Regions from separate parts of the Mus musculus genome. Here all the other regions are linked to region 5. The links are chromatin contacts, called in public HiChIP or PLAC-seq and promoter capture Hi-C maps. All regions are on one chromosome and are shown on one strand. Each heading gives the region's core, a stretch centred on a gene start, on an enhancer-like site or on the middle of the called end of the contact. The rest is flanking DNA. Distances are from core to core; before and after follow the strand shown. Region 1 holds the start of Sec61a1 (Sec61 alpha 1 subunit (S. cerevisiae)). Region 2 overlaps Iqsec1 (IQ motif and Sec7 domain 1). Region 3 overlaps Iqsec1 (IQ motif and Sec7 domain 1). Region 4 overlaps Iqsec1 (IQ motif and Sec7 domain 1). Region 5 holds the start of Txnrd3 (thioredoxin reductase 3). Region 6 holds the start of Kbtbd12 (kelch repeat and BTB (POZ) domain containing 12). Region 7 holds the start of Iqsec1 (IQ motif and Sec7 domain 1).

The links. Promoter capture Hi-C pulls out the DNA fragments that hold promoters and counts their contacts. HiChIP or PLAC-seq counts read pairs in DNA pulled down with a chosen protein or histone mark.
Region 1: an H3K27ac HiChIP or PLAC-seq map of extraembryonic endoderm stem cells shows a contact between it and region 5, with 5 times the contacts expected there. The contact joins the promoter of Sec61a1 here to the promoter of Txnrd3 in region 5. A contact is called at or near these places in 8 of 39 promoter capture datasets (the 3T3-L1 cell line, 3T3-L1-derived adipocytes, the C10 cell line and 4 more), 2 of 484 Hi-C or Micro-C datasets (CD4 T cells and regulatory T cells), 5 of 115 datasets of contacts at active chromatin or transcription factors (astrocytes, extraembryonic endoderm stem cells, pancreatic cancer cells and 2 more) and 2 of 9 other capture datasets (adipose tissue and liver).
Region 2: a contact with region 5 is called in a promoter capture Hi-C map of the 3T3-L1 cell line, with 6 times the contacts expected there. The contact joins the enhancer-like site here to the promoter of Txnrd3 in region 5. A contact is called at or near these places in 9 of 39 promoter capture datasets (the 3T3-L1 cell line, the C10 cell line, the SN4741 cell line and 5 more) and 2 of 115 datasets of contacts at active chromatin or transcription factors (large pre-B cells and stem cell-derived neural progenitor cells).
Region 3: a contact with region 5 is called in a promoter capture Hi-C map of pre-B cells, with 2.6 times the contacts expected there. The contact joins the enhancer-like site here to the promoter of Txnrd3 in region 5. A contact is called at or near these places in 11 of 39 promoter capture datasets (the 3T3-L1 cell line, 3T3-L1-derived adipocytes, the C10 cell line and 7 more), 2 of 484 Hi-C or Micro-C datasets (the G1E-ER4 cell line and LSK cells) and 5 of 115 datasets of contacts at active chromatin or transcription factors (embryonic stem cells, epiblast stem cells and stem cell-derived neural progenitor cells).
Region 4: a contact with region 5 is called in a promoter capture Hi-C map of the HPC-7 cell line, with 4 times the contacts expected there. The contact joins the enhancer-like site here to the promoter of Txnrd3 in region 5. A contact is called at or near these places in 6 of 39 promoter capture datasets (the 3T3-L1 cell line, 3T3-L1-derived adipocytes, the HPC-7 cell line and 3 more), 2 of 484 Hi-C or Micro-C datasets (the G1E-ER4 cell line and embryonic stem cells), 2 of 115 datasets of contacts at active chromatin or transcription factors (astrocytes and stem cell-derived neural progenitor cells) and 1 of 9 other capture datasets (pancreatic islet).
Region 6: a promoter capture Hi-C map of pre-B cells shows a contact between it and region 5, with 3 times the contacts expected there. The contact joins the promoter of Kbtbd12 here to the promoter of Txnrd3 in region 5. A contact is called at or near these places in 7 of 39 promoter capture datasets (the 3T3-L1 cell line, hippocampal neurons, liver and 2 more).
Region 7: a promoter capture Hi-C map of the C10 cell line shows a contact between it and region 5, with 4 times the contacts expected there. The contact joins the promoter of Iqsec1 here to the promoter of Txnrd3 in region 5. A contact is called at or near these places in 2 of 39 promoter capture datasets (the 3T3-L1 cell line and the C10 cell line) and 1 of 115 datasets of contacts at active chromatin or transcription factors (pancreatic cancer cells).

The regions. Positions count from the first base shown.
Region 1 is chr6:88,517,500-88,520,961 of GRCm38.p6, reverse strand. It overlaps Sec61a1 (Sec61 alpha 1 subunit (S. cerevisiae)), which reads left to right and starts at 2,162. Exons shown (of 12, transcript NM_016906.4): 1 at 2,162-2,276; 2 at 2,524-2,591. The coding sequence starts at 2,270.
Region 2 is chr6:90,693,397-90,697,310 of GRCm38.p6, reverse strand. Iqsec1 (IQ motif and Sec7 domain 1) reads left to right here. Exons shown (of 14, transcript NM_001134384.1): 2 at 2,461-2,752. Among named protein-coding and RNA genes, the nearest start is that of Slc41a3, 90 kb to the right of the region's middle. Within about 2 kb of position 1,455, at least 40 of the 459 cell types and tissues checked have an H3K27ac peak or open chromatin away from gene starts, as enhancers often do.
Region 3 is chr6:90,739,489-90,743,008 of GRCm38.p6, reverse strand. All of the region lies in intron 1 of Iqsec1 (IQ motif and Sec7 domain 1), which reads left to right. Among named protein-coding and RNA genes, the nearest start is that of Iqsec1, 69 kb to the left of the region's middle. Within about 2 kb of position 2,093, at least 108 of the 459 cell types and tissues checked have an H3K27ac peak or open chromatin away from gene starts, as enhancers often do. A contact at or near this core is called in the HPC-7 cell line and pre-B cells, where this site is marked.
Region 4 is chr6:90,711,521-90,715,424 of GRCm38.p6, reverse strand. All of the region lies in intron 1 of Iqsec1 (IQ motif and Sec7 domain 1), which reads left to right. Among named protein-coding and RNA genes, the nearest start is that of Iqsec1, 97 kb to the left of the region's middle. Within about 2 kb of position 2,179, at least 93 of the 459 cell types and tissues checked have an H3K27ac peak or open chromatin away from gene starts, as enhancers often do. A contact at or near this core is called in 3T3-L1-derived adipocytes, the G1E-ER4 cell line, the HPC-7 cell line and 2 more, where this site is marked.
Region 5 is chr6:89,642,652-89,646,212 of GRCm38.p6, reverse strand. It overlaps Txnrd3 (thioredoxin reductase 3), which reads right to left and starts at 2,225. Exons shown (of 16, transcript NM_001178058.1): 1 at 1,811-2,225. The coding sequence starts at 2,080.
Region 6 is chr6:88,625,327-88,628,815 of GRCm38.p6, reverse strand. Kbtbd12 (kelch repeat and BTB (POZ) domain containing 12) reads left to right here and starts at 1,387. Exons shown (of 6, transcript NM_001278671.2): 1 at 1,387-1,419.
Region 7 is chr6:90,807,786-90,811,521 of GRCm38.p6, reverse strand. Iqsec1 (IQ motif and Sec7 domain 1) reads left to right here and starts at 1,399. Exons shown (of 14, transcript NM_001134384.1): 1 at 1,399-1,754. The coding sequence starts at 1,732.

The sequences.
Region 1 (3,462 bases), core at 913-3,412, 1.1 Mb after region 5:
TGAAACTTATGTTCTTAGATTTTCTCCTCATTGATGATTAAAACGTCACTCGACCCACAAGCTTTAATAGTATGTTGAAGAGACATACAAACGTGTAGCAATGTAATCTTTGTGGTAGGTGTTATGTTTGGGAGCACTGAGCCTGGGACCTCACACATCAGACAAGGAGTTTGCCGACACGCGAGTTAGTCTCAGCTCTACTCTCACTTTTCTTCTTTTTAAATCTTATGTGCATTGGTGTTCTGCCTCTGTGTATAACTGTGTGAGGTGTCAGATCACCTGGAACTGAAGTTACCGATGGGGATTGGGGGGATGGAGGTGTGGGGCCTGGAGAGATGGCTCAGCAGGTAAGAGCGCTGACTGCTCTTCCAAAGGTCCAACAACCACATGGTGGCTCACAACCATCCATAATGAGATCTGATGCCCATACTCATTATATATATTAAGTAAATAAACCTTTAAAAAAGAAAAGAAGAAATTACAGACGGCTGTGAGCTGTGCTGAGTGTGTGTGCTGGGACTTGAACCTGGGTCGTCCTAACTGCTGAGCCACCTCTCTGGCCACCTACTTTCACTTTTCAACAAAACTTTTGTACTCAACTTTTTATAGCCTATGCCAACATAAGATGCTCCAATTTTTATTCCAGAACTTCGTTTTGTAAAATACAGATTTTGTGAGTATCAAACCAAGTGGAGGTCTGGAATCCATTACTATTTTAACTTCTTCATTGTCCTGAAGACTAAGACAATTCATGTTTATTGCATTTTAAAATACCATTGTCAGGGGTTCAGAGAGATGGCTCAGCGGTTAAGATCGCTTGCTTTTCTTCCAGAGGACCTGAGTTCAGTTCTCAATACCCATGACAGGTGGCTCCCTCTTCTACCTTCAAAGGGCACCTGTTATCATACTTACGTGAGCACAGAAACAATAAAAATAAATCTCAAAGAAATACTTAATCAAAACTTCATTTAGATTTTATTGTCTCTTTAGGCATCTGTCTCTAATATTTAATAATTAAATCTTTAAAATGTGTACATGCAAAAACACTGCACCTCTGTTTCAAAAACCTCACATTGTGGCCTGCTGTGGTGGCACATGCACGGCTAGTCCCAGCACTCAGAGCAGTCAGGTGGGATCTCTGTGAATCTGAAGCCAGCCTAGTCTACATAGTGGTATCGAGGGCTACCTAGAGACCTAGCTTAAAGAATCGAAAACAAAAACCTCACATTGTGCTAAGTATATTGACTTAGTGCTTTCCCCTAAACCCATCTATATTTGTGTACGCACATGCAACTTAATGCCAAATTAAATATAAATGTCCTATCAATGACATGGGGCTGGCTGTCTAGAATGTTTCTAAGGACGTGGCCACAGCAAACCTCTCCGTTGAAGTCAGGACTTGGCTGCATGAAACTCAGCACTCAGGGTGCACAGCAAGAAGTCGATTTCAGACAGCACACAGCACTGAGATCAGAGATCCCACTAAAGAGTAAGTTTCATGTTGCCCCACCTTGCCCAGTCCCCTTCGCACACCCTTTCCTCCAGCCCAGATGTATTCTTTTCCCTGAAGATATGGGGCTGCAAGGCTTGGCTCGGTTTCTTCATCTCTCCTAACTCTCCAGTTCCAAAGGCCTTCTTGGAATGCGCTGCGCCAAAGCCCACCCAGAGCCGCCAGACCCGGCCTTTGCCGAACGTCCTCAAATGCATGAGCTCAGACATCCTTGGAGGCAGCCTACAGCACCCAGGAGGGTATTGTAGGGTAGGGTAAGCCATGCAGGGTAGGATTCAGCACACTGCTGCTCTGTCGTGCGTGACGAGCAGCAGCTGAGGCCTACTGGGTCGCGACATGCTATCACTGGTACTGAGGGCCACCGACACGGAAAGCCGAATCGCCTGCTTCGTAGGGCCAACACCACCACGAAGCGTCCACTAGTAACAAGGGCTGATTTGGCCCTCACTTCCGGGAGAGTCTGCGCAGCTGCACACGCCCAGTTCCGGTGTGGCCCGACAGTCGTCTTCCCGACAGCCTCTCTGCTCCTGCTGCATGCCGGGAGTTGTGGTCTTGGCGCAGGCGGCGCGGCGGGCGCGCGTGGCAGGAAGCGGAAGCGGCCGGTGGCCCATCCCCGGCCCCGCCTCGCCGCGCCGCTCGCCGCCGGGCTATCACTGACGTGTCTCTCGGTCGAGGAAGCGCGCTCCGGAGCTAGCAGCGCCTCCTCACTCGAAGTGGAGCGCAGTCGGGGCCGGGCGTGTAGTCGGATCAGCCGCCGCCATGGCGAGTGAGTTTCCTGGGGGCCACCCCGGCGCAGCCAGGATGCGTCGCCTTTCCCCGTTTGGGCGCTCGCCCGCCGTGCTTCCCGATCCTGGCGGAACGCGGCCTGCCTGGGGGACTCGTTCCCGCGCCCCTAGACCGAGCCTTCTGGGTCCCCGCACGCCCACGCCCGGCTCTCATCGTGCCGGGCTCCCTCAGGTGCCCTCAAGTTACTCCGTACCTAACTCCTTCTCTTTCTGTTTCTTCCATCAAAGTCAAATTTCTGGAAGTCATCAAGCCATTCTGTGTCATCTTGCCGGAAATTCAGAAGCCAGAGAGAAAGGTAAGTCCCCAGATGGTGGTCAAAGAAGACTTGCAAAATTGGGCGCTGGGAGTTTACAGTACAATTAAAAATGGCCTCAGCACACCGAGTGAAAACTGCCCCTCTGGAGTGTAGCTGTGTGTGCTGGGATACTCACGGGAGCCGTTGAAAGGTGACCCGGTTGTGTGGGAATTCTCCCAACACCTTGTCTCGTTAGGAGCATCTTTAGTGGATAGTGGTTAACAAAGCCTCAGGTTTGCCTAGTCCGAAAGTGGGTCTGAGCAGTGATTGATTAAGACCTCAGTTAGGATCCCAGATTGAGTTACCCTCCGTTCTTCACCTCCAGCAGGAGCAGATGATGGGGTGTTTGTTTCGTGTGGGAGGTGACTTCGGTATCTGGTTTCCAAAGGAAAAATCGAGTCGTGTAATCGATATGAACGTGTTTGTGGTTTTTATTTGAATGTATGCTGCCCCAGCATCGAGTTTACATGCACTAGTGAAGTCTGCTGCCATTGACAGCAGGTGCTCTAAAACAAGGAAGGAGAGAACTGTAGCACCTTAATGCTTAATGTGAATCTTAATCAGAATTTCTGTGGCAGGCAGCTTCGGCCCAAGAATAAATGTTCCTAGTGTGAGAGTGCCCGGTGAAGGAAAGTCCAGGCCCATGGGCTCAGAAAACAGTAAATCTACTTTGTGTTCCTGGTTTGGTTTTTGGTGTTTTTTTTGGTTTTGGTTTTGGGGTTTTTTTTGTTTTGTTTTGTTTTTTTTGGTATTTTGGGTTTTTTTTTTTTTTTCAGACTGTCATATATTCACATCTGGCATTTGTAGTTGGCATTCACATGGATACTTTGTGCTTCTAATTTAGTTTTTACTTTCCATAGTTCTATGCAAA
Region 2 (3,914 bases), core at 206-2,705, 1.1 Mb before region 5:
TCTGACTCAACTCCTTTGCCCCAAGCTAAGACCTACTGAGTAGGCTGGCACTCCCAGGCTTTCAAGGCAGCCTAGACCCTGCTCTCTCCCCATCCACAGGAACAAAATGTCTTACCCTTCAAGCTGTTCAAGAACCAGACAAAAGACTGAATCTCTCTGGTCACTGCTCCTCCACCCTGGGCTTGAGGGTCAAGGACAGCATCATGAGCCAGGCCTAGCCATGCCTCTCTGACCTATCCCCCTGTGGCTCTGGTGTAGCCTGATGACCACCAAGGGCTTTAGGCTCTTCTCCAGGAATGGTGGTGACTGCCTGTCTACTTCTGGTTCAGTGCTCAACTGGTTCGAAACCCCGTACAAAAGACACAGGCTTTATTTCTTCCAGTTCAGAACACACAGGTCTAGCCCCTGACCAGAACATGCATTGATTTTAGGGGCACACATCCCTGTGTATGCTGACCTACCTGAGTGAAGTGGGGCCCAGCTTTGGTGTCAGAGAGACAGGGCGGGCTTTCCCAGTGGAAGCTGCTGTTCTGTACCCTTTGATGGCCCAATTTCTAATGGGACTTACTCTCTCCTCATGACAGTTGGTTGAAATTCTGAGCATTTAATGAAAAATGCTAGCCCAGGCTTCAGTAAACTGTAAGGGAATTTTCAGATTAACATTCTCTGCCCACCCCGACTCTCCCCTACACACACATAGATCCCAGTGGCTCAGTGGAAGCCAGAGAGCCTAAAGGGTGGTGTTTCTTAGACTAAGCTGCTAATACTACTCAAAGAAAACCTATAGGCAGAGCCAGGTAAAGCATGTCTCCCAACTCCTGATCCAGGTCTTCCTCAAAGAATGGCTGTCATACTTTATCCACAGGGGCATGTTAGGAGGTTCAACTGCCTGTCCCTGAAGGCAGAGGCAGTTGCTGGCTCAGAAGCCCAGTTTCTTAGCTATGGACCAGAAAGCAGGTGCTGAGATTTGCTGCTGTCCCTGGTGCAGAGTGCTTTGGTCCTCCCTGCTTCAGGCTCCTTCCCACAGGCCCCACCCTGGGATGGACCCTCTGGAGTACAAACAACAGGATTCTAGCAGAACTGGGCAGGGGCAGCCTTTCTGCCAGGCTGCTTAGTGCAGAGACATTCCTTATTTGTCTGAAAAGCAGACATTGGGAAGGACTGAAGCCTGGGTGGGGCCCTTCTCTTTTCTCTCTGTGCCCATTCTAGAGACCCTCCACCCTGCCCCAGGGACTACAGGGCTTTTAGAGTCCTGCCAGCACCCGGGTGTCTGGTCTCACAGGGCCAGGAAGCTTGGCAAAGGATGAGGGCTTGTGTTAGAAACTCTTCAAATCAGTGTCTCCTTTTTCTCCCCATCCCACACTGAAAAGCAACTGCAGAGAAAAAACAGTATCTGTGCAGAATAGAATGTTCCAGGCCCAGAGCTAGGATGAGTCAGCAGCCAGTCCCTCTGTCCCCATTAGTTGGCCTTGCTCCTGCTTGGCATGAAGATGCTCTGTGGGACTATAGGCAGTGAGGTGAAGGGACACCATTTTCTACCAGTGGTACCTGGGACAGTGTTTATGGGGAATCTCAGTTTCATCACCTGTACAGGGAGTCACAATTCCTCTTTTAGGGAGTTTTAAAACTTAAAATATTTTTATTACATCATGTTTGCTTCCAAGCTTGCCATGACAAATGCCAGAGGTGGACTTCACTCGCAGGCCTTCATTATCTGCAGGCTCTCGAGGCTGCCAGTCTGCAATGGAGGTGTGGCCTGACTGTCTTCTGAGCCTTTCTCCTTAGTGTGCCACCTTCTCCTCATGACCTCACTGTCTTCCCCTGTACATGCTATATCCTGCATTCACCTTCTTAGGATACCAGTTCAGTCCACCCTAATGTCTTTCATTTCTATGACACTATCTCCAGGGTGCTAGAGAGATGTTTCAGCTGTGAAGAGCATTCACTCTTGCAGAGGACCTGGGTTCAGTTCCCAGCACACACATGGTAGGGTTCTGGGAGATAAGCAGGCACAGACAAATACATTCATGCAGACAAAACACTTATAAAGAAAAAATAATTTTAAAAGATCCTATGTTTAAATGTAGTTATGGGAATATGGGTGTACAAAACCAGTCCTACATTTAATTCAAGTGGCAGGAGAGGTGATGTTCTTGTTTATTCAAAACATACTGAGCACATAGCACTGGCCAGGCTCTGTTCTAAGTGCTGAGGGCCATTAGCACAGTGGATCAAAACCTCTTGCCTTTGGAGGGCTGATATTTTTGGTTGGGAAGCCAGCGCCTACAGTACAGTATACCAGATGTTAGAACAGGCAATTTGTTCAGAAGCTCCAGGAAGATGGAGAACAAAGGGCTCTGTGGAGCCCTGGCTACCTGGGGTTGGGGGCGCTCTTCCTCACCTGCTCCCCAGGTTCTGCGTTCCTATTCAGCATGTGCCCCTTCTTTCTCTCCTCTGCAGTGTTGAGGGCGAGGCCCCCAGCAGCGAGACTGGCACATCGCTGGACAGCCCCTCAGCCTACCATCAGGGTCCCCTGGTACCTGGTTCCAGCCTGAGTCCAGACCACTACGAGCACACATCAGTGGGCGCCTATGGGCTGTACGCAGGGCCAGGACCACAACAGCGCACACGGAGGCCCCGGCTGCAGCACTCGACCTCAGTCCTGCGCAAGCAGGCTGAGGAGGAGGCCATCAAGCGCTCTCGGTCACTCTCTGAGAGCTATGAGCTCTCTTCAGATCTGCAAGACAAGCAGGTAGGTGGCAGGGGTCCCTGCCCACTATCCATGGTCTCCCAAATGGCATGAGGCTTCAGCTGCCTGATGTTCTTGGTGATGGGTTCCAGATACCAGCTGGTGTGCACATCTGAGGAAGAGGGGATCCCTGCCTCCACTTCGTTCAGAGCCTTTCCCAGCCCAACTCTGCTGAAATGTGGGAAGGGATTTACACTGATGGTCAGGGGCACTGACATCCTTTCTGGGGACTTATATAGAGCCCTCTTCAAATTTTGCCTTTGTAGGTCTCAATATCCCTCACTGCAGGATATGGGGCCTGTGTTGGGTAACTGAGTGTCATGGCCCAGTAGGACCTCCACGAAGTGGAGGCAGGTTGCCAAGGTAGCCATGGAGGTTCTTAGGGTCCAAGAAAGGCCTGAGGAAGGGGGGCTACTTGTTATATTCCCCTGTGGCTATGGTGCCACAGTATCTCTGCTTTAGAAGATGTCTGCATTGAATGCTGCAGCTCTTCCTCAGGCCTCAGACCCAAGGATCAGGTGGCCTAACCCACTTTTGGGATTGTTGTGAGCAGAGCAAATCTTCATGGTGCAGGTACCCAGTAGTGAATTGGCTGCTGTTTGATTGTGTCTCTGAGCAATGCCAGGTTTCAGGAGATCCCTGAACTGCAGGAATGTGTAGGAACAAACAGAACACCTGGTCAGTATTCCATAGCCCTGAGCCTTGTTCTTTTGAGCAGGTTCCATGCCTCCCATGCAGTCCCATGGGCTAACACCGGGACCCCTTCCCACCACCCACAGGTGCTGTGCTCTCCCTCCTTCCCATGTTTGCTGGCCACTTTGTTCCATTTGTTCTCCAAGGGCCTCTATTCTTGAAGTCACAGAGGTCTAAGCTTATGCAGCCCCATCTTCCTCAGTGCACGATGCCCTCAGGTGGATCTTCTCTCTTGGCAGACATCCCTCGATCTTGATCTCTCATACCTGTGGTGATACCCCTGTTCCCCTCTGCTCACATGCTTTATCCTCCTCCCAGGCCAGCTACCTTCATAGTTGAGATTCACAAGGAGACTGGCTGGTAGCAGATATTCCCTGACAGCTGTGGCCCTAGATTACTTTGCTAGGCCTCCGTTGAGTGTCTCAGCTCTGCCTAGATTCAGAATGGTCCCTGAAGAGTTTGTTATAGAAGT
Region 3 (3,520 bases), core at 844-3,343, 1.1 Mb before region 5:
AAACCACCATGTGGTTGCTGAGCATTGAACCCTGGTCCTCTGGAAAAACAGCCAATGGTCTTAACCACTGAACCATTTCTCTAGCCCTTCTCACTTTTTTGATGGCCTTTTTTGTTATGCAAAAGTTTCTCATTGTGATTTACTGATTTTTATTTTATCCTTTGCATTTTTGTGCTGTGGAAGAAATAATGGCCTAACTCTCATCAGTCCTGTGATTTACCTAAGAGTTTTGGAGCTGTCTGTCTTCCATTCAGATCTTTGATTGTTTTGAGCCAAACACAGGCAGTAGGAGGTCAGTGTTCAAAGTGTCCTATTGCATAGAGACAGCCAGTTGTCACGGGGAAGAAGCAAAGGCCAAGGAATTACCTCAGCACCTTGTCAAAAGCCACACCTCACTTTACAGTGCTCAGTTTTGTTCTCACAGTACTAGGAGTTGAACAGACTGGAAGATGCTAGGCAAGCACACTGCCACTGAACCCCCTTTTTATTTGGAGACAAGGACTCACTGAAGTGCTCAGGCTTACCCAGTAGCCCAGGCAGTCCTTGACCTTGAGACCTTCCTTGAGTTTGGAAGGCTGGGGGTATATCTCAGAGCAAAATGCTTGCCTAGCATGTAAGAGGCCCTGAGTCTAGCTCAGAACCCTCCGTCATAGTCTTGTTACCCTTGGTCTGAACACATGCCTATCACAGGACCCTCCAGTGTGTCGGGGCTAAACATTGGAAGTGATGCTTCAAGTGGGGCTTCACAGACCACATTCTTACATTTGAAAATCCCATGGCAGAGAGCTAGCTGGAAGGTAGAGGTTCAGACTAGGGAAGGGAAGTGTCCCACACCATGGTATGCACTGTGCTCCAAATTAACAGAGAGGCCAAAGAGTGATTTAAAAAAAAAGAACCTAGTTAGGAAAGCCCCTGACCTGCTACTGTCCTCTGTGGGTGTATGTGGGGACACCATCTAGGAGCTCTGTGAGGACAGCGTGTAGGTACCAAGTAACAGAAAGTCCTGCGTGCTGCAAGCACATGGCCATGTCTGCCCCCTTGCCCTCCATCCAGGTGCTGCTTCTCGCCCTACCTCAGCAGCGCCTCCTCTCCCCAGCATAGCAGCCCCTTGGCCTGACTCCTGCTGCAGCCGCAAGCCCTGCACCCTTGCCCCAACTTCACTGCTGCCCTCTCTAAGGCTAGGTTTGCAGGGTTTGTGCAGGATGAATAGGGTGCTTTCCTAGCCCCAGAGCCCTTTATCATATGTGCAGACCCTCAGCTAGTCAGTGTGGCTGCCTAGCTCCTGTTATTGGTAGCTATCATCTGCAGACCTTCTGCCCAAATCTGTGTCCTAGAAGTACTGGGCACAGTAGGGGCCCAGAAAATGATGTGTAGAGGAGATGATACCTTTGGAAATGGATCTAATGGGTTTGGACACAGCTAACAAACATTTAGGAAGTTGTGTGCATGTTCCAGAAGCTAACAGTATGTCACCATTGTGCAGTCTCTGCCTTTATTGGTGAAGTTGTATGTGTGGTTGTATGTTTATAGGTTATTTGCATTTTTGTTCTCTGAGCTACTTATGTGAACTGGACTTGAAAACTTTTTGAATCGTAGTTTCTATTGTTGATCTGAAGACTTCTTTGCATATGGAATAAAGCAGAAGACTACAAAGGTCAAACACATGGTGGCATGGCATAGCAGTGTGTGCTCAAAGCCATTAAGTTTAGCCTGACTGTCGAAAAGCTGCTGGAGATGGGGCTGGGTGAGGAACCTCTTTATCTCAAGAGCACAGGGAGCTATAGAGGAGTTCTGAGCAGGAGTGGGATAGGATAGAGTCGATTTTTGAAAATTGCTCTACATACGGGACAATACTGGCTAGAAGAAGGAGCTAAAAGGGTAGACTGGGGCTGGAAAGTACAGGCCATGACTGGTTGCAGAGTGCCTTGTTTTAACTACAGGAAGAAGGCACAGACATGCTTGCTGATGATGGAAAGGTGAGAGGGAGGGGGCGGGAGATGAGGGATGGGATGGCTTCTGCTACACACACTTCCTGTGCTGCTAGCATCTGCACTGTTGTGAGTTACACTATTTTGTTTCTTGCGGTTTTTCTCTCATCCGTTCCCCTACTTCCTCTGTACATAGAAGGAGCAGAGCAAGAGAGGATCCAGGCTAGGTCATTCTCTGGGTGAGTAGGTTTGATTGCCCAACATGAGGCTCTGCCCCAATCATCTCAGACCCACATGGTATCTACAGATTGGTCATCTGTCCCATGCCACAGGACTGACCTCCAACCCAGACAGATGACAGAGCTGTTGCCAGGGTAACCCCAGACAGGAAACATGAAATAAGTATTTCCAGGCAGGATATGGACATGGGAAAAACAGATAGGAGTGTCCCTGAGGGAGCTGGGGGGATCTCAAAAATCACTTGGGTCCCTTGACCCTTAGCTCTGCTGTTCTCATCTCCTCAGGGGCTCTTTCAACACCCAGTTAGCTCCTCTGCTGAGAAGGTTCTGACTGGCAATGTGAGGTGGGCATTTGTCTTATGCTTCCTGCTCACTTGGTAGAGGAAACTATAGGGTTCAGAAGGGGCACCCTCCATACTGAGGTCACAGGCAGTCATCCTAAGCCTGTGTCACAGCAGGCCTAGGCACCGTACCTCCCAACATCAGAAATTGCTATTTTCCTTGTAAATTTTTACATTGATTTTATGTGTATCAGTGTTTGCTTACATGTATATATGTGCACTGTGTGTATGCCTGGCACTCATGGATCTTCTTGGACTGGAGTTAGGACGGTTGTGAGCCCCTATGTGGGTGCTATGAATTGACCCCATATCCTCTTCAAGAGCACTGAGTTGTCTTTCCAGCCCCAGAATTTTATCATTTGCAAACAGATTAAAAACAAACAAACAAACAAACAAACAAACAGCAGGAATATATCCAAGTCAGGTGTAGTAGTGCATGCCTTTAATCCCAGTACTTGGGAGGCATAGGCAGGCAGATCTCTGAGTTTGAGAACAGCCAGGGCTACACAGAGGATAACAAGCAAAACAAAACAGTAATGCAGATATATAGTGAGATATATACTTATACATATATGTGTGTACATACATATATACATACACACACACACACAGGTGTAAGTAGAATGTTTCAGTGGAAGGCCAGTCTTCCTCTTTTCTGTTCCCAGCTCTCCTTGCCCTTTCCAGGGTGTTTCTGTGCCTTCCCTGGCTCATCCTTGTCAGAGGTAGTATATTCAGGGACCAGCAGATCTTCGGTGCCCGCCCCCCTTACCTCCAAAGGTACAAATACTTAATATTAGCACACAGGCCAGCCCTCCAGTACTGTAACCACTATCTTGTTTTGGCTTATAGTTGTAGAGATTTCAGTCCGTGGTTGCTTGGCACCATGGAAGCACAGCCCATCATGGCAAGCTCAGGAGGCAGAAGCAGTTACTAGTCAAGGCCTGAGAAAGAAGAAACAAAGAGTAGAGAGGTTCAGCCACCTTCCAATACTGCCACCCTAGAGGCCAAAGCT
Region 4 (3,904 bases), core at 930-3,429, 1.1 Mb before region 5:
GAGCTGTCTGCAGCCCCCTCCTTGAGCAGGGGTGTGAGGCTGAGAGGATTTGTTGACAAGTAGACTGGGCCTCTCTGGGGGAAGCCCACCTAGAGCCTTTTAATTTTATTTAAAAGTTTCCCCAAAGCCTGCTTAGCAGTTGCAATGGAACATGAGTGTATTTTGCAGTACCTCACGCCTGGAGTTCTGGACCTGAAGCTTATGTGAACTGTGAGGAGGGGGCCCATTTCCTAAACCCAGTACTGCAAACATCTGAGGCCAAAGCCAGGCAAGATGCAGCTGCAGGACCATCTGTGTTGAGTTGCAGGCTTCGCTTGGAATTGGGGTTCACCATCAGATCCCACGGGTGCTCAACACCTTCCACACTTCCTCAGCTGTCCCATCCAGTGTTTTGCACTCCTGTCCTGTGGTACGAACACCCTCATATTGCAAGAGAGCAAAGAGTTTGTACTTTCAGTCTCATTAGTGCTAAGGTTCTGAGGTTTATTGAGTGCCTGGTAGACCAGAGAGGGGCCCAGCAGTGAACGTAGCTGTGTTTTTAGTTTCCATGCAGCCAGGGTGACCATGGTCACAGCATGACCATGAGAAACGGGTCAGCAGCTTCTGACTACACCTCTTTTCCCCTGGAGCTGAAGGGGGCAAGGGTTGGGGGTTTTTTGTTTGTTTGTTTTTGTTTTTTTTTTGTTTTCTTTCTTCTTTCTCTCCATTAGAACTTCCAAGTGTTGCCACTTTAGCTAACATGGTCATGGATGCCTCCATTGTATTTCTGTTCCTCTTCCAGCTGCAGGGATTCCTGCCTAGACCCTGGCTCTGGGTTGCCGCTTGACAGCTGCTCTGTAGCTACAGTGGTGCCAGGTGTCCTGGAGACCAAGGAGCCCTACTCAGGTGCAGCCCATCACCACAGAGCAAATGGGCACCACCACCACCACCCCTCCCACCTTCCCATCCCCCTAGCCACACACACACACACACACACACACACACACACACACACACACACACACACACCACCACCACCACCCCTCCCACCTTCCCATCCCCCTAGCCACACACACACACACACACACACACACACACACACACACACACACACACACACACACACACACAATGTGGTTTCTAAGGAAGCCTGAAAAGGGCTGGAGAGACTAGAGGATGCTGCAGAGGCTGAGCTATGTGCTCCTTTGAATACAGCCTTCTTGGGACTTTATTGAATCTTGCCTAAAGTCCTTTCACTTGCTCCCTAAACTCAGATAGGAGTCAGCATGCTCCAGAGACTTAACCCAGTCTCTGTCACCACAGAGCCACTACTCTACATGCAAAGGCACCTTGAATAGCATGGGCTACCTGATGCTTCAGTGTTTTTCCACATCACAGCAACAACCAACACAGAATTGTTTACCTTTTCTTTTCTAAAAGAACACGAGCAAAAACAGAGATCCCAGTGGCCATAGCTGGACCACAGCAGCCTAAGAAGCTCAGGCCCAGATGTTGGGATGGAGGCTAGGCCTCTGGAGGCCCCTGCCAGGACTTCAGGTTTTTGTTCAAGGAAGTCGGACTATGAACTAGTTGTGCTAATATTTACACAGCTTTGGCTTAAAACACAGACAAGACTGACAGCTGCATGGTTGAATAGCCTGATGACTGGGCAGATGGGTGTTTGTGGAGGGGATTGGACAGGCCCTCGGGTTGTGTGTGTGTGTGTGTGTGTGTGTGTATGTATACATGCACATGTATAAAGCCACATTTACCTGACTATATTCTGCAGATGTGGAATCATGGATTGCTAGAGTATCAGGAATTCAGAGCAGCTCAGAACATCAGGAAGATGGCTCCAGGAGACAAATTCTTTCAAATCACAGCTCACTTTTGAGTTAATTCAAGTTACTTCAACCCTCTGGGCCTCAGTTTCCCCTTTAATGATAGGGTATGACAGTAGTGCCTGGCAGGGGCTTTGTGGGTATGGGTGGCCTTCCATGGCTGGCCAGCCCTGGAGCCTCCAGTCTGCTGTCCAGTTTGTCCAAGTCAGCACTGTGCACTTCCCAGCTGCCAGTGACCCGCTGTGTTTTCTTCCTTCCTCTTTTGTAAATTTCCTTTGAATGATGATGACGTGTGAAATATCCGCCCAGTAAGCACAGAGGCAAGGCAACCACCAAGCTCTAGTGGGCTGGGACTATGCCATGGCTGGAGGCCTGGGAGAGGTGTGTTTGTCTGGGGAAAGGAGGCTCAAGGCTGTTGAGTGAGATTTACCCTGAGTCCTCAAAAGCAGATCCTAATGACTTTAAAGGCCATTAAGGCTCTTCAAGAATTAATTGCTGTGGCCTTAGAGGATCTGGCTGATCCACTGCGGGAGCTGCTGCAGAGAGAAAATTGATGGCAATTATGGGGAAAATATGGCATGGTGCCAGCTGGGCCAGTCCCAACTCTGGCTTTGATAGCGGTACCTTTATTGAGTGATCCACAGCACCTGGCCCTGTTATCAGATTGACCACTGCATCCAGGAATACAGGTGTGAACAGGGATGGCATGCTCTCCCAACCTGGAAGAGGTTGACCCAAGATGGACTTAGCCACAGGCTTGCCTGTTTGTGTTCTTTCATTCCCATGACATTAACTGAGGAACCATGGTTACTCAGTATGTCACTTTAGCCCTTTTGGTTGAGCAGTATTGGGTATGTTGCCTCCCCTCCCTGAGCCTTGATTGTCCCACCCATGAAATGAGACTACAACTGTGAGTGGGGGTGGGGTGGGGTGAGCCGCTCCGCCCACAGAAGCCCAGTGAGTGGTTTCGACAGTCACTGTCCAGCTTTTCCCTTCCACAGCAAGACTGCTGGATTAAAATGGTCCCTACCATCTTCTCTTCTTCTAAGTTGAAGGCTGGTTTGGGGACCCTGCATGGGAACACTCTCTGAGGCCACTTGCTTAGAGTTTGTCTGTGCCATTTGAACGTGGCCACAGCTTCTCTGCTCATCATGGAAGTGGCTTCCTTCACATTTTATAATCTTGGTGCAAGGTCTCTCGACACAGTGACAGCTCAGTTTGAACTGAAGGCACTCTGTAGAGCTTTCATGGGCCTCTGCGGACAAAGCCTCACTGGATTTCCTTTTCCTTTCTGTTCAAAGGTCAGCCCAGTAATAGCCACATAGCTGTGCATAGCAGCAGTGGTGGTGATGGTGGTGTGTGTGTGTGTGTGTGTGTGTGTGTGTGTTGTTTTCAATTAGGAGTACAGGCTTCTATCCCTTATTTCAGATATAAGGAGGAAGCCATACAGAATCGCCAGCCAGGGAGGGCTGAGCTGGGATTTGCACCCTGACTGCCTGGCTTCAGGGCCTGTGTGCTCCACAGCCAGAATCTATTTCCTCTGGGGTAACTCATGTCTGGCAAAATGGCACTAGTGTAAATAGATCTGGTATCGCCTGGTTTCTAGATTTCCAAAATCTTCCCAAGTGCCCCAGCCTGTACTCTGGTCAGTGACAGTGTGTCGGGCTCTCCTGGAGTCTCTTTCCCCCCACAGACCACAAGAATCACTTCTCTGGAGTCTACTAGGGGTATGTGGGTAGCACTTTGTTCTTTAAAAAACAAAAACAAAACTTTAATCTTGTATGCAGCCCCAGCTCTAGCTATGTATGGTCGGGGATGCCAGGGACAAAAGCTGACTATCCCGATTGACTGAGGGACCGATGCCGGCTTCCACATGGCGAGGAAAGCCGTGGCTTCTGACATGAAAGGACAGATGGCTGTGGGCGGTGAACTTAATCCCCGGGAGGGGAGGAGGATGGTTAATAAACTGGAATATTTGGAAGAGGCCCCAGCTGGGAGCAGCCTCTCGTGCACACAAACAGAAAGGGTTTCCCCAAATTGCCTGCTGCCCAGGCTGGGTTGGATTCTGTCCGCAACCTGAATCC
Region 5 (3,561 bases), core at 976-3,475:
ATATTGCTTTTAAGATCAAAATATTAAGCCAGTTGTAGTGGCTCATGCTATAATCCCCACACTTGGGAGACCGAGGCAGGAGGATTACCCCAAGTTCATTGTTAGCCTAGGGAACATCACAGCAGTGAGAGGTAATGAGACAGAGCCACAGGTCCTAACATGCACGAGTCCCCAAGCCAAACTGCAGAGGAAACAGCTGTAAAACATGTGAGTCGACTCACATAAGGCCCATGCAGGCCAAAAGAACAGAGCTCTGTTAGTGAAGAGCAGCATCAGGTACCTCTCCCAGGTGAATAAGGAATGTGGCTAACCCTGGGGGGAGGGAGGAAGCAGCCTGTAGTCTCCACGCTGCCATCCACATTTTATTAGTTTTTAAAATGAATGCATATTTTTAATGTATGTGTGACTGTGTCTGTGTGTATCTTTGCATGCAGGTGCACTTGCAGCTACAGAGGCCAGAGGTCAACCTCAGCTATCATTCTCGAAAGATTTGTCTGTCTACCTTCTTTCCAGTAACTCCTCTTACTGGCCTGACGCTTACAGGCTGTGTAGCCTGGACTTACACTGTCTTACACTGAGGTAAAGTGCACTCCACTATGCCATCTGTTTTAATACGAGTTCTGGGGATGGAACGTTGGTCCTGGAGCTGGCACCATTTCATCCCGTTTCTTGTGGTAGCACTCTTAATAGGAGCCCAGGCTGGCCTTGAATACATGATCCTTCTGCCCAAGCATCTATTTTTTTTTTCATTTAAATTGTGCTAGAAATGGAAGCCAGGGCCTTGCTCCCACTAAGTTACACACCTGGCCTTTATTGTTTCAACTTTCTCATAATGTTAAGTAAACATCAAGATATTGAACAGCCCCATCTTGCATCTTCCTTCCAAAGATTTCAATAAGAATATTTTTATCTCATAATATGAAAACAATGTCGAATGCCCACCCAGCCCCAAATTACAGAGTGTGCAACAGAGCTTAAACTAGCCACGACTTCCATGGTTCTTAAAACCTCCTCTACCTTCATCTTACAAGCTCCCTGCTAGTTCTGAAACCTGGTCAAGGAGCCAAACATGCTAGTTAACAAATGGGATCTAGATCCAGCTTCAGCTAGCCACGCAATCCTATTTTAATAAGACAACAATTTTAAATATTTTTTGGTTGTTCTTTTTTTTTTTTTTTTAACTAAAGCCCATTATCAGGCTGGAAAGCAAATGTTTCCCTAGATGGCAACCTCCCGGGACCCCGTAGTGAGTCAGAGAAGGTAGGCAATGAAACCTGGGAAAGTGCTACAAAAGCCCTACTCCGTCCACCTTCAGGCCCCGCCCACCTCCCATATGTCAGCGCAGGACCGCCCGCCCACTAAGTTCCACCCAAACCCTCCCTTACCCCCCACCCCCCATACACTAGGTCCCACCCACAGAGTTCCACTCAGACCCTCCCTATTAGCCCCTCCCACCAGGACCCCCTTCCACGGTTCCAATCCGCCCAATGAGCCCCGCCCAGACCCTATTCCGGTTACGCCCATCAAGCACCCTCCACAGACCTCCGCTTCGCCCCACCCACCAACCTTGCTCAGACCCCGCCCACCAGGCGCTAACTACTGAGCCCGGGGTTCGCCCGGCTCACTGCTCAGACCTCTGATCAGTCCCCAGATCCGGCTCACAAACTTACCCAGCCTCTTTATCGACGCTCCTCCCCGCCCGGCCCACCCTGTCCTGGCTTCACCTTCACTTCCCTCCTCCCACCGGGATTGCTTAGACCCTGCCCATCAGGCCACGCCCCAGAGCTCTGCTACGGCCGGCCCCGCCTACCCGCGTGCTGTGTGGACAGTAACTCTTGCTGAAGATCATCACCCTGTTGCCCTCGATGAGGTCCCGCAGGCGGCGCCGCAGCTCCTCGCGGGCCTCAGAAGACGGGCGGCTGGTCCCAGGGGAGGCCAGGCGGGCGCGGCGGCCGGGTGGCGACGACATGAGGCCGCCACGGACAGCACCCAGGCGGCGGTTGGGGAGGACTCCAACCTTCCCCAGCCCGGGCGAGGTCTGCGCCCGAGGAGGCGGCGGCGGGGACGGTGGCTTCTCCAGGGCTTTGTTGTCGCTCCGGGCCGAGCCGGGCCTGCTGAGGAACCGGGACGCGGGCGGCCGCCTAGGGGACGACGCCGGCAAAGCCGCTGAGAACTTGAGAACGCTACGCACTGGCCGCGGGCGCACCGGACAGCTACGGGGCCACGCCCCCGACCGCGCGACCCACGGAGAGGGCCCGCCTACCGACCGGCCACGCCCCCGGGAAAACTTTGCCCCACCTCCAGGCCTCCACAGGGCTAAGCTACGCCCCCTTAGCTCAGCCTGGTGAGCCTGCAAACTACTCTGTCTACCACCCAGTGGCACAGTGGCAGTCACTTGCCATTTTCAAAGGTGCGGAATCAAGCTTGTATGCTCTGCTCTTCTTGTAATTACTGTTTTCATTATCGTTTTACCACAGTTTTTGACACCCAGAGGCCTCTCTACAGTTCCTTCCGCTCCTGATTCTCCACCAATCTCAAAATAGGTGCTTTTCAGGAAGGGTAGATGTCTCCACTTTATTTCAGAAAATGTGACAAAAACCTTGTCTAGGAAATACTGATTCTTTTTTAATTTGCACTACTGAAGCTGAATAAAAATTACTATTGCAATTCAGTTTCAATATGAGGTTCCTAGGTTACTACCTCCCCAACCCCTCAACCCACACACACCCTCAGCAATTCACTGTGACAGTGTACTGCTTAGTTTTTGTCAACTTGGAGCATACTAGAGTCACCTGGAAAGAGACTCAACTGAGGAAATGCTTCCTTCAGATTGGCCTGTAGGCAAGCCTGTGGAATATTTTCTGATTAATGATAAATGTGGTGGCATCAGGCCCACTGGGGAGGGGGTGCCACCCTTGGGCAGGTGGTCCTAGGTGGTAAGAGAGCATGCTGAGTGAGCTATCGAGAGCAAGCCCACGAGCAGCAGTCAGCTTCTGCTCCTTCTTGGGTTTTCTGACTTCCCCCAATAATGGAGTGTGACTTGGGACTTTTCCCAAATAAACCCTTTCTTCCTCTAAGTTGTTTTTGGTTAGTGTTGTTATCACAGCAACAGGAAATAACTAGGGCACAATGGATTCTCAAGCCATCCCCAACACAGGAACCATTTGGAAAGAAGGTCAAATAAGAACAGGCGGTATGCAAACATTTTATCAACTGAGCCCTCTCCCTGGGCTCACGTTTTAAAGTTATTGCTGTAAGCAGCCCTTCTGAAGTTCAGCTTCCTGTAAATGAGCAGAGGCACGGACTCTAATTAGTGGCCACTGTTAGTCAGTTAGCTGGACTATCCTTAGCACCTGTGGTCTGGAACGCCCACTCCACAGAGGCCTTGAGGAAAACTGCATGGCCAGTGTATCTGGTGCCTGTCTGAAGGGCAGGCTCAACCAGGGCTGCTTCAAACATTTGAGCCAGACTTGTTATCACCAACCCTTGAACCCTAGAAGACCCTACTAAAACTCAAATCTTTTTCACTTGCAACCCTTTTTAACCTGAATGATTTCACAT
Region 6 (3,489 bases), core at 138-2,637, 1.0 Mb after region 5:
AGAATGATCCAACCTGAGAAAGACTTATTTCTATGACCCCCAAAGCTTTGGGGGAGGGAGTAACGGAGTATTATTGTACAGTGTCTCATGTGCCCCAAGCTAGCCTTGAACTCCCAGTGAAGCCGACAGCCCCTTAAATTCCTGATTCCCCTGCCTTTACTTCTTGGGTGCTGGAATTACAAGTATGTCCAACCACTTCTAGCTTGATCTTGACTTTAAGAGAAAGGAATCACACACAAAAGAATCAGAACGGTTTCTAGAAACTGAAACAACCAGGTGACAGATTCTCTCCTAGAAATACACATCCACTGACAGCTTCACTTTAACCTATCGAGATCCTCACCCTTCCTAATGCTGTGACCCTTTAATACAGACTCTCATGTTGTGGTGATATTTCCAAGGGTCTTAGGTGACCCCTGTGAAAGGGTCATTTGACCCCTCCTCCCAAGAGCTTGTAACCCTCACACAAATGTGTATTACTACACTAAAGCCATTCTGGCTCGTTTTAAGCTAGCTGACTTAATACTGAGTCTTTAATCACAAAATAGATGATGCTCTATGACATTCTGAGGGGTACTAGCTCCCCATCACTGAGAGCACCCTGAGAACAGAATTAATCTTTTCTCAGGATTCGGGGACACTTTCCACTTACAGGAAATCCCCCCTCCCACATCAGAAGCTGAGTGCTGAAATTCAGTTGCCAGCTGTAATAAATAAAAATACAGAATTCTATGTTCTGTATTGAAACCAAAACCTGTTTTTGGTTTCAAAACAATGAGTTGCTTCTAAATGTGGACTGGCCATGCGATCTCTGAAACATATTATACGAAAAAAAGAAAAGAAATACCACTTGTATGTCTGAATTGTATATTTAACTGGATTCCTGTGTTTTCTTCAGCAACCCTACCATAGGCCGTACTCAATAAGATCACACAGAAGCCTCGGGTGAGCTTTGCAACGTTTAAAGATTAAATGAAAGACGTGTCCCCTTAAAAGATCCGATTTCCAAATTCTCTTTTCAAAGGTGTCTTTTTGGGCTCTTGACTGACAGAACACCGTTGTCCCTAGCGCGCGGTGTGGCGCGGGAAGACCCCGCGCAGGCGCACTTGCCGGTGAGGGACCTCTGGGGTCTGTGTGGAACAGGCGCGGGAAGACCCCGCGCAGGCGCACACTGCAGCGCGTGTCCCGGCCGCTTCCCGCGCGGAGGCCGAGCACCTGTTACCTCTGGGTGGCCGCCAGCGCCCTCCTCGTCCTCGCTGGGACGCCGCCTGTCCCTTGCACCCCCCTCGCTTGGTCTATTTATAGTGCTTGTCAGCCCAGGCCCATTTCGGGTAGTGTAGTCAGTCAGGCCTGCCCCGCCGCGCCCTCCCGACCCCGCGTGTGCCTAGTCACGGCGCCATGGCGGCGGAGCAGCAGCGAGTAAGTAGGGGCCTAGAGAGGGGACGCCCCCTCGGTCGGCCGGCCGGTGTGGGGTCAGCGGCCGCTCCGGTCTCCCTGCGGCATAATCCATTTGCTAGACCTCCAGGATAATTCCCTTCCCTAAATGACCCGGCTGATTATTTTGCGACCCCGCTAGACTATAAATGCCATCGAGGTAAGGGCTCTCCTGCCTTCCCGGAGCCCATAATAAAGCAGGGTTCGGTTCGTTTAAATTCAATCAGCGCTGAATGTATCCCTGGGCGACTCTCTTAACTTTAAAGCCAGGAATATAATTGCCTTGCATTTTCCCCACATGATTCTTAAGAGGAACTAATGAGCTATAATGCATATTAAAGCACTCGGAAAAAGTATAAGGAACTGGGTGAATGCAAAACATTGCGAGCACACCAAAGGAAAAAGAAGAGAAAGCTTATTTGTCTTTATCATCTCTGTGACTCATTATTGCAAGCCTTATGTACATCTGAGGGTGACTTGTTCGTATTAAACAAATCAGGGAAACGACATCAGCGGGGAAAGTTGAGTGTAATTAGGGTGGTATGCATGTTCAGCCATTTCCTACCGCGCTGGCAAAAGTAGGACTGGGGAAATCTGGTGATGGCAGAAACAACATACAGTAAGAGTGTTAGGTTATAAACCAGGGGTCACAAACTTAAATGGCTGTAAAATCACCCTCAAGAAGAGAAATAGGGAAGGCACCATAAATAATGGCTGACACTTAGGGCTTAGCACGGGTGGGCAGATGTGCCAACTGAGAAGCTGCAGCTGGCTTTTAGGTCACTTGGAAATAAGCCATTGTTGCCATTTTTTTTTTCTATAAATGCGGGAATGTTTCAAGTTTGCTTCAGCTGGCCCTTCCCCAGGAATGAGGCCTCTATCTCAGAGAGCAAATAATGACTGTGAATTAACTTTGAGGGTGGAGGTCAAAAGTAGATGTCATAATGCCACAAATAAAGGGAAGAAAGTCTCCTGGAAGGATTTATAGTTGGACAAGAGGATAATAACTTAAAGCATGGTTTAAGCAAAATCAGAATCTCCAAAGCTAACATATACATGTAAAAACACAAAGAGAGAAGGGCAGATATAGTGACACATGCCTTTAATCCTAGCACACAGGAGACAGAGGCAGGCAAGATTGCTGTGAATCAGAGGCCAGCTAAGGCTACCTAGAAAGACCCTGCCTCAGAAATATTTATTCAGATATAGGAGGGTAAGGTTATTAGGAATGATGTAGAACTAAACAAAGCATTAGTTTGATCAAACAACCATACCAAGAAACTCTTTTTTTTTTAATTTACTCACTTTACATTCCCCTCCCTGTCACCCCTCCCACAATATTTCCCCCCTCCCTCCTCCTTTTATCCACTGAGCAGGTGGGGGCCCTCCTGGGTATCACACACACACACACACACACACACACACACACACACACACACATATCAAGTTTGTGAGGCTAGGCGCATCCTCTCCCACTGGGACCAGACAAGACAACCCAGCTAGAAGAACGTAACTGAGATACAGCAACCACTTTTGGGATAGCTTGGGGATAGACTCTCCCCTCCCCCAACGCTCCTGCTCTTGTCAGATCTCTGAGGCTAAGCAGGATGGGGCCTGGACTGGAGACCAAGCAACTCTTCCATACCAGGTATCAACACAGACACGGAATAGAGAAGTGAATAAAACATGAAGTCCTTTACTTCAGAAAATGTTATCTGCGCTGAATTCTGAAGAACTGGACCGGGGAAGGAGGGTATTCCTAACACAGAGTATTACGTGTACGCATTAGAATTGTTAGCCCTTTGACACTATAAAAAACAATGAGGAGCCAGGTGTGGTGACACACGCCTTTAATCCCAGCACTTGGGAGACAGAGGCAGGCAGATTTCTGAGTTCAAGGCCAGCCTGGTCTACAGAATGAGTTCCAGGACAGCCAGGGCTGTACAGAGAAACCCTGTCTCGAAAAACAAAACAAAACAAAACAAAAAGGCTTTCTTAATAAAACATTTCGCTTTGGAACTGGAAACATTAGAACTGGGACATTATTTTCTGATG
Region 7 (3,736 bases), core at 150-2,649, 1.2 Mb before region 5:
GGATGTCATGGGTCCAAAAGGAGGACAAGAAGCAGCCCAGGATGGGGCCTTTAGAGCAGAGTGCACACAGGGTGGACAGTTCTCAATCACAGCTTCAGTTTACTCGTCTGTGATATGAGAGTGGGAAAAGCAGCTCCTCTTTAAGAAGTTTGAAAGCACAAGCACACAGGTGGGGGTGTTAGTACCCACACCCCCCCAGGGTGCCTTTATGAGCAGCTGTGGTTAATGACACACATTTCTGGAAGGACCTCTTCTGATGCTGTGGTGGTATCCTGATCTTGATAAAATACAGAGCAACTCAATCAAGGAGAGAGAGTGGACCAGTTTACCATGTGCTAAGCCTACATAAATCTGAATTATTCCTATGACAGCATTCTTCTGGGGAGGGGGGCTCTCATGGAAAGACTGGCCATTCCTAGAGCCCCCTGTATTTTGGCTACCCAGCTGCTTCAGCAGTTTCTACGCTGCATACAAGGACACTTCGCCAGATGAATGAGTTCCTCCTCATCTGGCCTCTGTCCCTCTTTGCTGTGTAACCTTCCATAAGTTTTTCATTGCCTCTGAGATCCATTTTCTCTGTAATAAAAGAACAGAACTCAAGAGTGAAGCCTCCCTCTTCCCCCAACTTCAGTGGGTCTGAGAAGCTAAAAGAATGGAACAAAGAAAATAGCCTGGCAACTGCCACCCTCATCCAGAGGGTTCACACTCTCACTACCTTCCCTGGAGGCAGCTTTGCAAGTGAAGACTCAGGCCAAAGTGCTGGCTGGGCCACCCTGTGTCTGTTAGTCCTAAATGAATGAGGACCCCCTCCACCTACCCCACCCCCCCACCCTCGTGCCTCCTCAGGATTTGATGTGTGCATAACAAGCTATGTCAGTTACTGTATGTGGTCAGCCCTCCTGAACCAGTTACACAACTGTCATGATCCCATTTTACAGTATCACATCTGAAATTCCCAGGAGACACTCTGCTTGCTGAAGTCTCATGGCCCCTAACTCCAGGACACAAGATCTCCTGAGTTCTTAGTTTAGTGGCTCCTATGTTTCCATGCCAGGGACGGGAAAGCTGCCCTGGAAAGCAATGCCATCATTACATTCTTCGGGCTGCGAGTGCATTTTAGCAACAGATTTCCAGGTTTCCAGTGAGGGCCAGAAGGAGCCACCTCATTGGTCTCAGCGCCAGGGCTCTTGGTTTTGCAGCCGCACCCACAGGGCGGCCCTGTTTGATGCTGCAGTTGCCATGGCAACGAGCACTTTGGCGATTGGTCCAGCGAGGCCGCACTACGTTGCTCCTGGAAGGAGGGGGCGCTCCTGCACTCCTGTCCCTCCTCCGGATGCTGCGAGAGCAAACCGGCACAGACACCCCCCTCCTCCAGCCCTCCCCTCCTCATCCCAGCGCACTGCCACCCCGGATGTGCGGGAGGGAAAATTCCCAAGGAAGTCCCAGGTAGCAGCGAGGCAGACGCCCCCGCCCAACCTGGCGACCATGGTGACTCGACGTCTTCCCAGGCTTCTGGGCACAGTGTAAACCCTGCGTAGGAGGACCTGTTTGGAGCCCCCTGCCACATTACATCCAGCATATCTAGATGAACCTGCCAGTCCTGGGAAAGTGACTGCCCTTGGCTTTCATTTTCTTCCTTTCCACCTCGCTTGAGCATCCTGTTCCTCCTCTGAACCACCTTGAGCCTCCTCAGCCCAGGCAGGAGAGAGAAGGAAATCAGACTTGGGCAGGATGGCTTGCCGAAGACGCTATTTGTGAGTATGCAAGACAAGTTTATCCTAAAGCCTGAGGCAGAAAGGACCACTACTCATGTTGAAGTGAGGGGCTTGGTGGAGGTGGGGTGGCTGCTCTGCAGGTGGCGTCCAGGGGGAGCAAGCTTTCGTCCAATGTTTGTACCCCTGCGGCAAAGGCAGTGTTGTTGATGATGAGGGGGAAAAGAATCTTAGTCAGCAAGTCTTCCTTGAGCTGTGAAAGTCCCCTACTGAAGCAGGCACCCTCCTCCTAATCCACATCCACAAATGAGGGTCCCAGACTCATGGCCGTGGTCTAGGCTTTTGTCAGTGCCCTTGACAGACCTATTTAGGGAAAGCTTTGATACTCAGCAAGCCCATGGCTTGCACCCAAGCCAGGTGGAAGGCCAGCAGCAGGCTGAGATAGTGGCAGGAGATGGCCTTCTCCATAGACAGGTGAAGGTGGCAGCAGTGTCCAGCTGTCAAGCACAGGTGTAATGTGCCGGTACTGAGCACCCGTCTGCTGGGCCTGATGCCAGCAGCGGAGGTGGTGAAAGTCGGGCTTAGGGTGGTGACATCACGGGACTGGGTATTTATGGAAGCAAAGCTGTGCTTAGTGAAGCCAGGCTTCCCAGGGGGCAGTGGGATTCAAATGCCAGCTTCCTTCTAGGCTCTCTGGGGGCTCTGCTGGTGCTGTTCTGGGAAGAGAAACCTTTGCCCTATGTGGGCACTCTAGGCCCTGGGGACTGAATGAGACTTGGGTCTGGTCTCAGTCTGCCCTAGTACTACCTGCTCAGTGCTTGGAAGCTGATAGAGACAGTTTGGTAATCTTGGACCTTTCAAGGTTTAAAAGCAAGGCATGACGTTCTTGAATTGGGATCAGCCACCAGGACTAGGAGAGGAGGCTTGCAACAGTTTTTAGGAGGTCATCTGGGAAATTCAAACTCTCTTCAGACTGGCTTTGAACTCCAAGAGGCCCCCAAGCCCCATCAAGGGCCCTCTGAGCCCTCCTTAGGCCTTGCCTCCTCCCCTCCTGAGAGGGGCGGATCCCATGCTAATGAGCCTGAAGGAAAGTAAACCTTGCCTGTAGCTGCATAATCAGGCTGGGCCCCTGCAGGAGGCTCTGGAAAAGCTTGTGAGTTCTTTGGTGTTTGAGGGGACCACACAGGGTCCTTGCTCTCCGTGGCAAGACCAGAAATAGTAGCGCTCTTCCTAGCATGGAACTTCATCTCACCTTCTCACCTTCGGGGAAGGTACTTTCCTGGCAGCAGCCTCCTTCCTCCTGCCACTCCTTCAATGGCACAGGAGCCTTTAGTGTCAAAAAAAAAAACTGACAACTTGCAGAGGCCACTGCAAGTTGCTGTGGAGGGAAGATGTCATTAGCATGAAATGTGACAGTTCTCACAGAGAGCAGCTGGCCCCTGGGCCTGTTTCCAAAGCTAGGGAACACCTTCTGAAAGATTTTGCCTGGACAGGAATGAAGACAACCCCTGCCCCCATTTTAAAATGGGGAAACGGAGACTGGACAAATCACCTCTGAAAACCTGGTGTGCACTGGCCTAGATGTTGGACTTTTCATGGAAAACATCTTGCCAGGAGCGCTGCTTAGAGTCCTTTATGCTTCCAAGGTTCATTCAACCTGTCGAGGGCCAGAGGCTTACATCTGAACACAGCCTTAGGCAGCCCTGTTGGCAGCACCTATATGGTCCCCCCACCTCCTTTCCTTGAAGGTCTCTCTACTCTTAACTCTTGGGGCTCTGTAGGCTGAGCTATCCCCCCCCCCTCCCGTATTCTGTTGGTATCAACCATCACAATCAAATTGGCTGGGGAAGTCTGGAAGACAGCTCAGAGGGTTTGGAGCCAAGCAGGCCTTGCTGATTTACCTACTAGCAGTTAGCAGCCTATGTTTGTTCTCTATCATAGTTCACTTGACCAGGGCAGGGCTCAGCCCAGCCAAGGGATCTCTCAGTAACTACTGCTCTAGACTTCTGATTCTCCAGGCCAGC